Regions from separate parts of the Neogale vison genome. Here region 2 is linked to region 1. The links are chromatin contacts, called in public Hi-C maps. All regions are on one chromosome and are shown on one strand. The core of a region is the stretch at or near the end of the contact, and the rest is flanking DNA. Distances in the headings are between cores, read along the strand shown.

Evidence for each region. Hi-C and Micro-C count contacts between places; a contact is called where the count stands out from the background.
Region 2: a Hi-C map of muscle shows a contact between it and region 1, with 6 times the contacts expected there. The contact joins the enhancer-like site here to the promoter of OMA1 in region 1. A contact is called at or near these places in 2 of 3 Hi-C or Micro-C datasets (fibroblasts and muscle).

The regions. Positions count from the first base shown.
Region 1 is chr2:47,769,852-47,776,529 of ASM_NN_V1, forward strand. It overlaps OMA1 (metalloendopeptidase OMA1, mitochondrial), which reads right to left and starts at 2,558. Exons shown (of 9, transcript XM_044238337.1): 1 at 2,478-2,558.
Region 2 is chr2:47,827,403-47,834,080 of ASM_NN_V1, forward strand. No RefSeq gene overlaps it. Among named protein-coding and RNA genes, the nearest start is that of TACSTD2, 37 kb to the left of the region's middle. Within about 2 kb of position 4,284, the one cell type or tissue checked has open chromatin away from gene starts, as enhancers often do. A contact at or near this core is called in fibroblasts, where this site is marked.

The sequences.
Region 1 (6,678 bases), core at 1,308-3,807:
CTTAATGAACTCAATTTTAGTTCATTTGAAACAAAATGGCCATAGGTGACTAGTGGCTACTATACTCAATAGCACAAGTCTGTAGGGTCCAGGCAAAGTCATACTTAAGTAAATGTAGGTTCATGTCCATCTAAAGAAGATGCAACAAGTGTAAAGGAACTTAAGCTTAGTGTTACCACAGTTCAGTATTTTCGAGAAAAGTCAGAAATTCAAGTTTAATGTGAAAAGTTATCAGTTTTAAAATGCTGGCAACAAACTTAAAAAACAAACAAACAAAAACCTTTTTAACCACCTCGGCCAAACAATCCTACACTAGACCCCATTCAGTTTTTGATGTCTGAATGATGTTATTCATTCATTAAATATTTAATGAGTGCCTCCTACATGCCATACCACATGCCATTCTGGATTTTTGAGATACCAGAGAAAATAAAGCAAACAAAAATCTCTGCCCAACTTACAGAAATAGCAATGCTGAAATATGCTAGTATATATAAATATAAATAAATCTAAAGCAAAACACAGCAAACTATTCATTATGGTTATTTTGAGTGGCAGAATGGTGAATGTAAAGGATTTAGTATTTTCATCTCATGTATTTCTGTGCTGTTTAAATTTTTACAGGATGTACTATTACTCTTATAAGCCCCAAAACCGGTAAGGGCAACTAATTTTGTAATTTCCAGTGGTTTCCATGGGCTTCCATAAACTCCTCTATACAGAAGACCAAGCCTCTCCTAACACCACCTCCCACTATTTCTCCAGGCATCTTATCCCAGCTCTCCCTCCCCCATTCCTAAGCTCTAGACCCACCGATTTACTTATACCCTTCAGAAAAGCTCGCGTCTCTATTTCTATGCACATCTATAGCACTGCTTAGCTCTGTGACTGCCGCAAACTCCTGCTCATCTTTCATGTCTGGCATGAAATCTTTAAAAAAATTTTGACACAGAAGGGATAAGCAAAAGCCCCAAACATTACATGAACATAACTAGAAACACTATCATCTGTTCCACTGACAGTCAAGTGTCATTTAGAACAGAAATAGTGCCTGATATTTTGCAATCCCTCGTTTATCCTTAAGAAAGGGTAAAGGATTGGGGAAGAAATCTATTTATAGGTTTTCAAAGAGCCAATACTAGACTACACAGAGCCTAAGAAAGAATCAGGGTTACACTTCCTCTTCAAAGAACCGCAGCAGGTCAACAAACATAGCTGGCCAACTTCTAAGACTACTAAATTAATGATGTGAGAAAAAAAATCACACCACTTGGATTGTTAGCCTCTACGAACATTTCAGATCCTTAATTCTTCAAGGACCATCTCAGAACGAGCAAGGACAGCACTCACTGGCACTCGCAGCCGAAGCCTGGGAGACGGTTTTAACAACTCTGCTGAAAATGACTAGTTCTTCTCTGGTTTCTATGGCAACAGCTGTCAGATTGGCAAAAATAGGACGTGTACTTTAAAATAATCATTCAAGCAAAGTACACCCATGATGGAAGACTTTAAAAAAAATAAATAAATAAACTGGAAGGCAACAGACTTGGTTCTTAAGCTTCCAAATGCCAGGCTGCACCCCTTCGCCCCCACGGCTGAGAGGATGCAGAGACCCGCATCATTTTCGCGAGGGTCACACAGCGCTGGCGGCCGTCACCAGAGCCCGTCAGTCCCGGAGCTGCCCCTGAGCGATTCTCATCGCCCCGGACTCCAGTTTCTCACTGAGGACCGCACGGCGCAACATCACCGTCGCTCCTCTCTACGCACGCAGGTGACATTCTTAAAAGAGTGTCAAGAGCAGCATTCGGAGACGACTTCATGAGGAATGATCACAACTCCGCGGAGCTGCTGCGACAGGAAATGTTCCGTTCTCCGTGGCAGGGCTTAGGCAGGAAAACTTTTAGGCTCTCTGCTTTCGGAGGGAGGAGGTGAGAGAGGGTTTGCCTCCCGGGCTGCTTCAGGCGGCTAGAAGCGGCTTTCCACAGGGGAAGGTGTCCGTGTGAGGCACGCCGGGCTGCGTTAATTCTACTACTTTACACAAACACACAAACACACAGCCGCTGAAGAGAAGGTACCGCTGAGGGGAGAGGCAGGGTTCGCTTCCCGGAAGCCACATCCACCAGCCGACTTGCACTTCCCCGGCTGGCTGGGCATCCTGGGGTCCCTGCACTTCACGCCGGGAGGGGACGGACGGCTGAGGCGGGGCTCTCCCGCACCCCTTCTCCACTCGCCCGTCTCCCCCGACCGCAGACGCCGTCCCTCCGTACTCCCGGACGGACGCCCCTTCGTCCCTGGCCCCCAGGCTCCGCCACCCCAACCTTCCCTGCGGTGCTCACAAGCCCCGCCCCTCACCCCCCCCCCCGAAGTCCCTCCACCTCGAAGACCTTCTTCCACCCCAACTCAAGCACTCTGCCCCCGCCCCTTGGGCCCGGCCCAACTCGTAAAAGAAGGGCAAACGCGTCCCCACCAGGACAGACCCTAGCAATGGCGAAAACGAAGACTCCGCCGACCGGACTTGCGCAAGCGCCTACCCCACCGCAGAAGCCCCACCTCCTCACTTCCTGCCCCCTGTCCCGGCCGGGGCGCCTTTTGCTCCGCCCACACCCGCAGAGTCGTCCCGCTAGCGGGCCACTGGCCAGGAGCCCACGGAGGAGCTCTAACGCCCCCGCGTGGTCGGAGGAGGGACGTGGCTGCGGGCTAGGCTGTTTGCCTGTCAGGTCTTCCCTCGAGTCCTTGGAACCTGGTTTGGGACCTCTAAAGAAAGATCCAGGCTAAAATCTTTAAAAAAAAAAAAAAAAAAAAAAAAAGAAAGATCCAGGCAAGGCTGTGACGGCTCAAGAGTCTAAGGCAGGGTACCAGGTGCTGGGTATTATAGAGGGCACGGATTGCATGGAGCTCTGGCTGTGGTGAAAAAATAATGAATACTGTTATGCTGAAAATAAATAAATGTAATTAAAAAAAAAAAAAAGAGTCTAAGGCAGGGCCGGCCAAAGGGAAAGAGACTCGAGGGCTGCCGAAAGACTAAGGTTTCTTGGTTTTGAAGTTGCACTGGTGAAAGTAGTCTCTGGAGTGAGAGCTCTCTGCTTCACGTGACTTCACATGACTTCTGGAACGACACATTTTAAGAAAAATGAAATACAACCTGAAGCAGCTGGAAGTTCGTTGAAAATAACTAGCTACAAAACAATGCGTCTAGTATGTATGGTTTATGCCACCAAAAAAATACTTATCCAGCACCAAGTGTGTTCTAGGTGCCAGGGGTGCAGCAGTGAACAAGAGAAGGACGTGACTTTCACAGAGCTTGTATACACAGTGAGGAGATCTAGGCAGTGAGCAAGCGAACAAGGAAATAAACACGGTATCAGATAGTGGTATGATTCTCTATTTGTTAGATTGATATTCTGTGCACGATGAAAAACATCCTGAAAGATGTAAACACTAAGGACACCTTTAGAGGATTATAAGGTTTTACAAGATTATAGGCACTATTTTCTTTAGCCTTGCTTATTTGTGTTTTCTAATTTGCCTTTTACTTTGAAGGAACTACCCTGGCAGATCCCTGATCACTGATTCCCTGAAAACAGAAGTGGCAGGTCCCTGAATCTTCATGGGCTTTTCTGAAGGGCATGTGTCTGACCAAGGGTTGCAATGTGCTAGCTATCTCCTGCTCAGCATGCCTGAGGAGCGCGCTGCTATCAGTGTAGCAGATGGGGTGGGGCTCTCTGCGATGTCCAGGTGGTTCATATCCTTTTGGACTGTATTATGACAGATCACCAAGATGACACAGTGACTATCATCAGGTCAACTACATGGTTAAGTCCACAGTCAATAAACTGTTCTCCTGGTTTCTGAAGCGGCCAGACTGGCAAATTAAATGGAGATATGACAGAACAACTACTCTGTATACTTTAGGTATTTTTTTTCTAAGATTTTATTTATTTATTTGACAGACAGAGATCACAAGTAGGCAGAGAGGCAGGCAGGGGGAGTGGGGAGAAGCAGGCCCCCTGCCAAGCAGAGAGCCCAATGCGGGGCCCAATCCCAGGACCCCAGGATCACCGAAGGCAGAGGCTTTAACCCACTGAGCCACCCAGGCACCCCTCCTTTAGATCTTTAATGGTGGCATTAATTTCTACCATCCTCCTCCTGTCCCCTTGGGTGAAATATCGATTTTGCTTTATTAGCTCATCTTGGTAGGGAGGGGACAGTTTTAGTGGCTTTCCTTGGTCTTCCCTACCATGAGTACTCAAGGCCAAGGACCTAATGTGGAGCTTGCTCTCAATATATCATCTCAATAATATACTCAGGGACTGAGGAAAGACCAGTGTATGGGTTTGTGCTCCCATGGACTCATCATAAGCTGGATAGCATCCAGGACTCTGCTTACCACGGACCCCCATAATTACAGAGGGACCGTGATAACACTTCGGGTTTCTGGCTAATGAGATCCTTTCAGACCCTGCAAAATTTCTGGGTGTTTCTCTTTCCCCAACATACAGCTAGCCGTGAAAATGGTCACAGTCCTCAGAGTAATCATTGTAGTAGATATTTGTTTTCGTGTTGCGGCGTCCTTCCTAAAGACCCAGCCACCTCTTCAGTTGATGGGTTCTGTGGTTTTGGTCTGAAGATTGACTCAGATCTGAGAACTGAGCAAGAAGCATGACTTTTTTATTAGGGCAACCACCTTCAGAATCCTGCTCCTCCCCCATTCTTGCCTTCTTCTGGTTATAGATATTAAGCAGCACCCTGCTAGCTGCCCATCTAGTTTTCCCCTAGGCCACCTTATACTATTAAATACCTTCAGAGCTCCTGAGGAACCAATTCCCTGTGCAGCCTTTTTTAACTTGGCAGCTTTTCTGGTAATTACATCCTCCAGGCTTCTGGTGGTGAAGGCCACCACCTGGCTTCTGTGGCCCCAGAATGCTGTCATTACCAACCAAGATACTACCAACCCCAGCCCTATGACTGCTTCTCTTCCCATCATCCCTGGCCTGCAGAAAAGAACCCCCTCTGAACTTCTTCGTAATGCTGGTACTTCTCTCACTAGTGCATTTCCCATTGCCATTGTGGATGGTCTGTCCTTTGGACATCCCATGGAGCATATCCATCTGTCTGGTCTTCTGGCACCACAAGAAATCCCTCCAGCAGGCCCACTTCTCTCAGGACCTTCTTTTCTTCCTCAACAGTCTACTGGGACAATTCAGTGCCTTCCTCCCTAGACACTTCCCTTGGCAAAGACTGATATAATCTGCCTCATCCAAAATATGCATTCTCCCCAGGAACAGCATTCATCCAGTGACTGGTTAATTTAGGGGATACAAAGGCCTAGCACATGTGCCTTAGTTGAGGACAACACTACAAGGTCACTGCACTTCCAGAACTCTCCATAGGATGGGCTGAGAAGCACCATTTCTCCCTCTGCCCAGTCCTCTGCCCCTCACTTGTGGGTGTTGTCCCTGAGGACCCCTCCATCACATCCCCAACAACTCTGCACACAGAGACTTATCTCAGAGGCTGCTTCCAGGGAACCCAACCCAGGGTAACTCAGTTTTTTCCAGAGGTAGAAGCTGCCTGGATACAGAGAGACCTTCATCCACACCTCCCAGAGGAAGTACCAGAAGCTGAATCCTCAGTTAAAGAGAGAGTAACTGAAGAATTGTGAAGCTCAGCTTGGTTTAAAACCAGCTGTAGGGATGCCTGGGTGGCTCAGTTGGTTGGACGACTGCCTTCAGCTCAGGTCATGATCCTGAAGTCCCGGGATCGAGTCCCGCATCAGGCTCCCTCCCTGGGGAGTCTGCTTCTCTCTCTGACCTTCTCCTCGATCATGCTCTCTCTCATGGTCTCTCTCTCAAATAAATAAATAATTAAAAAAAAAAAACCCAGCTGTAGACAGTAGTTCAATAGACTACGTAACTCTCTGCTGATCTCGATTCAGTTTGAGAGCCAAGCAAGGTGGCCATGGGATTTGATAAGGGTCACACACTTGATAGGCTACAGTGACCCAGTGATACGTTGACTGAAGGGAACTTTCATTTTTCTTGAACATGGGCCAGGCGGCACTGTTCTAAATGTTGGAACAGACCGGTTCTGATTCTCAAATGACCCCAGTGAAGACAACTACGGCATCTCCATTTGCCTGTTCCACTTCAACAAACACTCGCTCCGCATTTTCTTCATCCACAGGCTTGAATGATTTCACTTTTTCTTCTGGTAACCCAGCCTTTCTTCCCACAGAACACAATCAGGCATTCAGGCAAGCCTTTAATTTTTTTTTGGGGGGGGGGGTTTGAAGAGAGTAGTCACACCAAGTTCTAGTGTGTTATTTTCATAAATTGTCACCTGGATTGTTAGGCTCCCACTTGCTGAGTGGTCCCCATGACTTGGTCTCATGCCGCTTGTCCAAATAGCAGCCACCTGGCCCCGGGGTCCTGAAGTTGGGGCCAAGATGATGCAATGTGGGTCAGCAACTCCAAGCCAGGCCCGAGAGGAAGCCCATCGCTTCGACATGTCCTTTGCTCCTTCCCCAGGAATGAGTTCTCCAGAGATTTCAGTGGAGCACTCTTTTAAGAGTCAGCACAAACTATTATTCCTTTATTATAAAAGTAAACTATTAATACCAAGAAAAATCAAACAAAGAAGTGAAAAGTGCCCTTAACCCACTACCCAAGGATAATTAAT
Region 2 (6,678 bases), core at 3,034-5,533, 59 kb after region 1:
GGCTGTCATTATCTCTTCAACCTGCTGCAGGTATATTTTCCCTAATTACAATGTAGATTTCATTAGCTCGTTCTGCAACATTCAGTCCAGGACACAAAAACCCACCAGACAAATTACCACCTAGTACTCCCTGGGCGCAGGGCCCCTCATCTGAGCAACCGGGGCTCTCCAGGCATATTATCATCATTTGTAGCAGCCTGCAATGGTAGGTGTATTTAGGAAATCTGGTAGCTTGGAGAACTGGTTTCAAAGCTGGGTAATACAGAAGTACGAATATGGAAAGAAGGTTTGACTTTGAGTCCTTGTTCCTTCCTCTGAAAGCCATGCTGACTTGAACAAGAGACCTATCCATCCATCCATCCATCCACCTGACTCTTACTAAGCATCTATACACGACAGCCACTGTGCTAGACCCTGGGAAAGGAATGAGCAATTTCAGCTCTCAAGGAGCACAGCCTCTAGTGAGAAAGAGAGTAAACAACTTCACACCCAGGGAGTAGGCACTGGAGTTAAGTGGAATGTGCCATGATGGAGCCTCATCCTGTGCTGGGACCGGGGGAGTCAGCTGAAGCTTGCTGGAGAAACTGATGTAAGTTGGTCGAAACTCCAGGCAGAGAGAATGACACACGAGCAGGGAAGGAATCTTGAGAAATGAGGTCCAGTAGCGAACTCTGACTAGTTGAGTATGAGTGGGACATAGAACACCAGTCAGGGAATGAGGGGTGACGGATCCAGAAAGAAGAGCTGAGTTACAGACAGAAGGGGACACGATCAGCTAGGGGATTTGAAATGTGTGTTAATGATACGGGGATATTGCACGGTGTAAAGGAGTGGTGCTGGGAACCGAGATGGGCAGTCATAGAGGTGAACAGGGTTTGGTTTGGATCAGTGGGGATGGGGAGTTCGCTGAATCCCTTTCTGGACATGTATGTTGTCGGGAGCCCTCGTGGGTTGTTGGAGGAGATGCTCTACAGTTGTGGGAAACACAGAATGGAGCTCAGAAGAGCCGCTGGGTGGGAAAGTGCCCTCCTCGACAAAGAGGAGCAACAGCACTTTCCTTGACGATTCAACAGCACCGGGGATGTGAAGGCGCACAGTAAGGTGAAAGGCACCATTTTCTGAGAATGAATAACGGGTCACTCAGTGTTCGGGTCTCCAGCCTTGTACTTCCTTTACAGAGTGTAACTGGGATCTACAAGTAATGAGAACGACTATGCTTTGTCCTCTACAAGGTGGACACTCAGTCCTTGTCCTGGTTCTCTCCCTGGGGGAGAAATCACTCTTCACGGTGACATTTTCTCAGGTTCCCTGAAGGACCGAGGGAGTCAAGGCACATGCCCACTTCTTGCCCTCCCTGTCCAGGGTTGGCCTTCACCTCTGCAGGGCTCCCACCGCCAGGACCCCCCATCTACCTCCTAGCACTCAAGGCTTGTGGGGTGGCGCATGGGTACTGGGACGCTACCACACTGGGGGTTTTTACCCCCCCCCCCCCCGCGACTGCCATCTCCCAGACCCTCACCCTCGGTGCTCCCCGGGTGAGAAGGAGAGGTTCTCAGCTCCTGCGTGGGGGATGTTCCTGCCCTTGGTTTTGTCAGGCCCCACATGCATTGGACTGTGTAGGGTGCCTTGACCTGCCGTTCTCTTCTGGGCACCAGGCTTCCTTACAAGTGCCTTGGCTGCTTCCGCCCCACGGCCCCGCAGGCCCCGGGCATGACCGCCAGCGAGGCTGGGTTCCGGGCACGTGACTCGGGCAAGGACCCAAGCACACCGAGCCACGGGTCTGGCCAGGATCCTTTTCTTTTCCCTCTGCAGCCACGGGAAAAGCTCTCCAGATCTGCAAGGGCCTGTTTGGGTTTTGCTATTCTGTTTTTGTCTTTCCTGTCGCTCTCTTTCCAGAGGCGGGGAGGCTGACTCCCTCTGGGTCCAGAGCGCCTGGTCCGTGTCCACAGCACAGGTGTGCGCCCCATGCGCCGGGGGCCAGAGAAGCCGGACTGGGGGGGACGCCCTGGAGGTAAAGCTCCTTGTGCAAGGGCATCGTTCACAGCGCAGAAGGGGTGTGGAAGGGAGCAGGGGCTGCCTCTCCTGGTCTGCCCAGCTAGCTGGGAGGATGCCGCACTCCTTGCTCCCCGTTTGCCCCGCCTGCTCGAAGAAGGCAGAGCCCATTTCCCTGTCTGACCTCAGGGGATGGATATACCTTTGTCGTCTTAAAAATGGTGCTACCTCATTGCCTGCTTTTCAATTCAAGTTGTTGTCTCTCTGGGGAGGTGCAGGAGAAGGAAAGCAAGGCGATGGATGAACATGTCGGAGCAGCTCCCTCCCCCAGCTTGCAGGGATAAAAAGACCCAGGAAGGAGAGTGGTAACACCACCAGAGCCTCAGAGTCACCCAGCTTACGGTGCACTTTGGATTAGAAAACGTGATCCTGTCATAGTGTTCCCACGCCACCTGCCTTTGTGGTTTTGAGGATCCCATCTTTAGCGAGCTACCAGGTTCACCGTTGACTGACGTACCAGAAGCTCTCACGGCTCATTGGCTAATGAAGAGGTGCTGCTTCTCCAAGGCTTTTCCGCTTTTGCCCTAACTAGAAAATCTGACGACTGAGTGTGATACAACTGCTTTTCGCCCAAAAGATCTGTCTTCTGTTCTTTTTGTTTTCCATCATTCATTCAATGATCAAATGTCTTCTTAATCTATGCTACATATTCTATTAGGCATTAGGGATACACAGTTTAAAACAGCAGGATCCGTGCTATGCAGGAGCTCCCAGTCTGGTGGAGGCCCCAGAAATACACAGAGACAAGGAAAAGCCAGGGTGACCCGGGACATGACAGAGGGCTCAGCTGAAGAGTTCTAACCCAGTCTGACCTTGGAGAGGCAAGGCAGGCTTCTAGGTTGAAGGGATGTTTGAATTTTGAAGGTGACACAGAAGACAAGGGCGGAACTAGGGGACATGTTCCATGCAAAAGCAGAAGAGTGTAATGGCCTGCTGGATGGAGCTATGAGTGTTAGGGTTCACCAAATAGTTTGCTATGATTAGAGCAAAGTGTGTGTGTGTGCGTGTGTGTGTGTGCGCATGTGCGTCTGTGTGCGTGTGTGAATGGGGGGAGGACTGGCAAGAGGTGAGACTAGAGAATGGATGGGGCACACCCCGAGTCTTCTAAGCATCTGTGTTGGACCAGGCGCAGGGAGCCTGGTGAGCCTTTAGAGAATCTAAGGCAGAGTGCCTACCTGCTCAGAGCTGTGCTCCACAGAACAAACAAAACAAAGCACCAAACCCCCGTCTGGCTGCAGTGTAAAGGGTGCAGGGAGACCCACTGGAAGCAGAGAGATGACTTTTGAAAATGCAAGGTGTTCTGCCCGTGAATTCCCTTCTCCCAGGCTTGGCCATAGTGGGGAAGACATGTTGAAGCAAAATTTCCATCCGTAAGGTCCATTTCTTCTGTACAGGTAATAGACTAATAATCCTATGGCTTCGCTTGCTGTGTTGGGGTATAGCATGGTGCAGGATTTTTTGGGTTTCCCAGAGAAGGCAGGGATTCCCATGAGGTGGGATCCAGGAGCATGGGCGATGGGAAGGAAGTGATCTCCCCTTTCTGCCCTTGAGTCTAATGACTTGGAAAGGTCACTTCTCATCTCTGAGTATCAGTTCTCTCATCCAAAAACGAGGAGATTTGAACTAAATTGTTTCTTAAGTTCCTTCCAGCTTTGAAACCAATATCATGGTAGTTTGGTGAGCTGATTTTAGAATCCTATGGACCTCAGTCTGAATTCTGTGTCTGCCACTGCTGGCTTACATAACACTCTAAGGCTAAGTTTAAAACGGGGTTGATACAACTTCTTGTAAGGCTCTTGTGGGGGGATCAAATGTAACATTGTACATAAAGTATTTAGCACTGTAGATACAGTGCTATCTATAAATGGGTGGATGCTATTGTGATAAAACACCTTCATGAATGAAAATGGCTGACCCAGAGAGACCATGAAACAAGGAAACTCACCCGTAGACCACACGATGTCAAGGAACTAGACAAAAGAATGCTTCACAACCTGCCCAAATTCATCTTTCTGCGCGGTGTTTTCTGATGGGCGGGCTGGTCCACGTTACAGGGCTGAAATCATTGTGCTCATCCGCTGTGGGAGAGCGCCCTCTGGTGGCCTCAGAGTTAACATTTTCATTAAGATGATTGAAGAGCAGATGTAGCTTTGGGGATTTATAAAGCAAACAGCGAGGATTTGGGGGTTCGTTAATCTTAGATCGAGCTAATATAGCTAATCTTAGATAAAGCTAGTAAAGTACCATTAATTATATCACTTCTAATAGTAATTCTTTAGTCAACTTTTCCATAAAAGTCATGTTCCTGGCATTTATTAGATCTTGCAGTTCTAAAAGACAAAATTACATTTTAAATTAAAACATAAATTATATGGAACATTTGAATCGCACATAAAATCTTCACAGTAGTTCTTTGTGCCATGAAATTGAAAATAATTTGGCATCACTCAAAAGGACAGTGCTAGAGCAAAGCTGGGGTTTGCTCAGGGTAACCTTGCTACAAAAGGGGCTGTGTGACTTTGGACAAGGTGATTCATTTCTGGGGACCTGTTTCCTTCTATTAGGATATAGGACTCTAAGCCCAAACAGTTCCAAGGTCCTTTCCAGCTCTCAGATTCCTTGATTTGAGAGAAATATGTTTTCCATTTTCTTTTAATATTAGGGTTCTGGCTTCAAAGAAACTTGATGTCAGTTTTTCTTTATGAACTGGTGGGGTCTGAAGCACAGTACTGCAAGGCCCATTTGAAGATGAGTTTTAACATTGTATAGAATTAGCTCTAGCTGTCTGTAGCAGAATCTTGGTCATTAGCCGAGATTCATGTGCTCCTTCCATCAGGTAGAATTCTTTGCAGATGCAGCTGCCCCATCAGCTGAGCCGTCTCTCTTTGCATCCAGGTGGGACCATATGATTAGTTCTTGACCGAGAATTTATGAGCAAAAATGATGTGTGTCCTCCAAGCCAAGGTAGTTAAATATCAATTGTGTTCCCCCATTCTTTCTCATTCCCCTTTCAAAGAGGGGACACGTGAGCTATGGGGAGTCACAAGATGGCAGAGCCACATGGGAAAGTGCTTGGGTACCTGAATTACCCATTGGAGATGCGCTGCCCAGGAGAACCACCCCATCAGATCACCTGCAACGGACTTCCTGTGAGTGAGATTTTACCATGTTGAGTTAGGGGCGGTTTGGTAGAGCATGGCTTTTTTTTTTTTTTTTTAAGATTTTATTTATTCATCAGAGAGAGAGAGGGAGAGAGAGCGAGCACAGGCAGACAGAATGGCAGGCAGAGTCAGAGGGAGGAGCAGGCTCCCTGCCGAGCAAGGAGCCCGATGCGGGACTCGATCCCAGGATGCTGGGATCATGACCTGAGCCGAAGGCAGCCGCTTAACCAACTGAGCCACCCAGGCGTCCCAATGATCTCAACATATTCTCCAACTGCCTGATGCTGAAATCTCATTTGAGACATTGTATCTAAGCAAACTGAGCTCATAAAAGCTCCCCCTCTTTCTCTCTCTTAGGAGAGATATAGAACTACTCAATGTTAGTCACAGCTCTGTTCTGAAAAAGAGCTTTCCAAGATTTCCTTTGAACTATTTAATTTTATTACACAAAATGAGCCCAACTTAGACATTCTTCTGGTTCTGGATGGGTCTAGACGCTGCAATTACTGCTGAGTCATACCTGTCAGGTGTTTGGGAACAAAAGAAAGTCCAGCAATCCCTGATGTGGAAAAAATTGCCTAAGCTGTTAAACTGCTTTCTGAAACTTTCCAGTTCTTCTGCATTTTGAAGTGAAAGGAATCACTGATTCTACCCAGTAACAGGTATCAGAGTTATTAACTGGTAAGTCTTATATTTGATAAGAGGAAAGATATGGGAATACAAAAGCAAGATTTTTGTTTGTTTGTTTTTCGTTGTTGTTGTTTTAGCAAGGGTTTTAAAAAAATTTTTTTTAATCTTTTTTTTTTTTTTTTTTAAGTAGGCTCCACACCGGGCGCCTGGGTGGCTCAGTGGGTTAAGCCATTGTCTTCGGCTCAGGTCATGATCTAGGGGTCCTGGGATCAAGTCCCGCATCGCGCTCTCTGCTCGGCAGGGAGCCTGCTTCCCTCTCTCTCTTTTTCTCTCTCTCTCTGCCTGCCTCTCTGCCTACTTGTGATCTAATAAATAAATAAGTAGGCTCCACACCTACTTAAAAAGGTGGAGCCCAACACAGGACTCAAAATATAAGATCAAAACTCTTGATCTCAACGCAGTTGAGAGTTAAACGCTCAACTGACAGAGCTACCCAGAAGACCCCAAAGCAAGTTTTTTACTTAGCTCTATCTTTCTGCAAACTCTGACAATATTTTGTTTAAGCCAGCACCCTATGAAAAAGAAATTGAGAATCAGTGATGTAGAAACACATCAGCAAGAGGAAGACAAACCACTACAGTACAAATAGGATTGTGGGACAATGTTGGTCTGGAGCTATTGGCTGAACATGCTGCTGGTCACAATCAGACAATTACAGCAAATGTTTAATTAGCAAGCATCGATAACAGCTGCATGAAGGAATGAACTTCCAATGAAATAGATGTCTCGTGGAATTAGAACTCTTAGGATTTCATTGTACTTTGCCACCTAAATT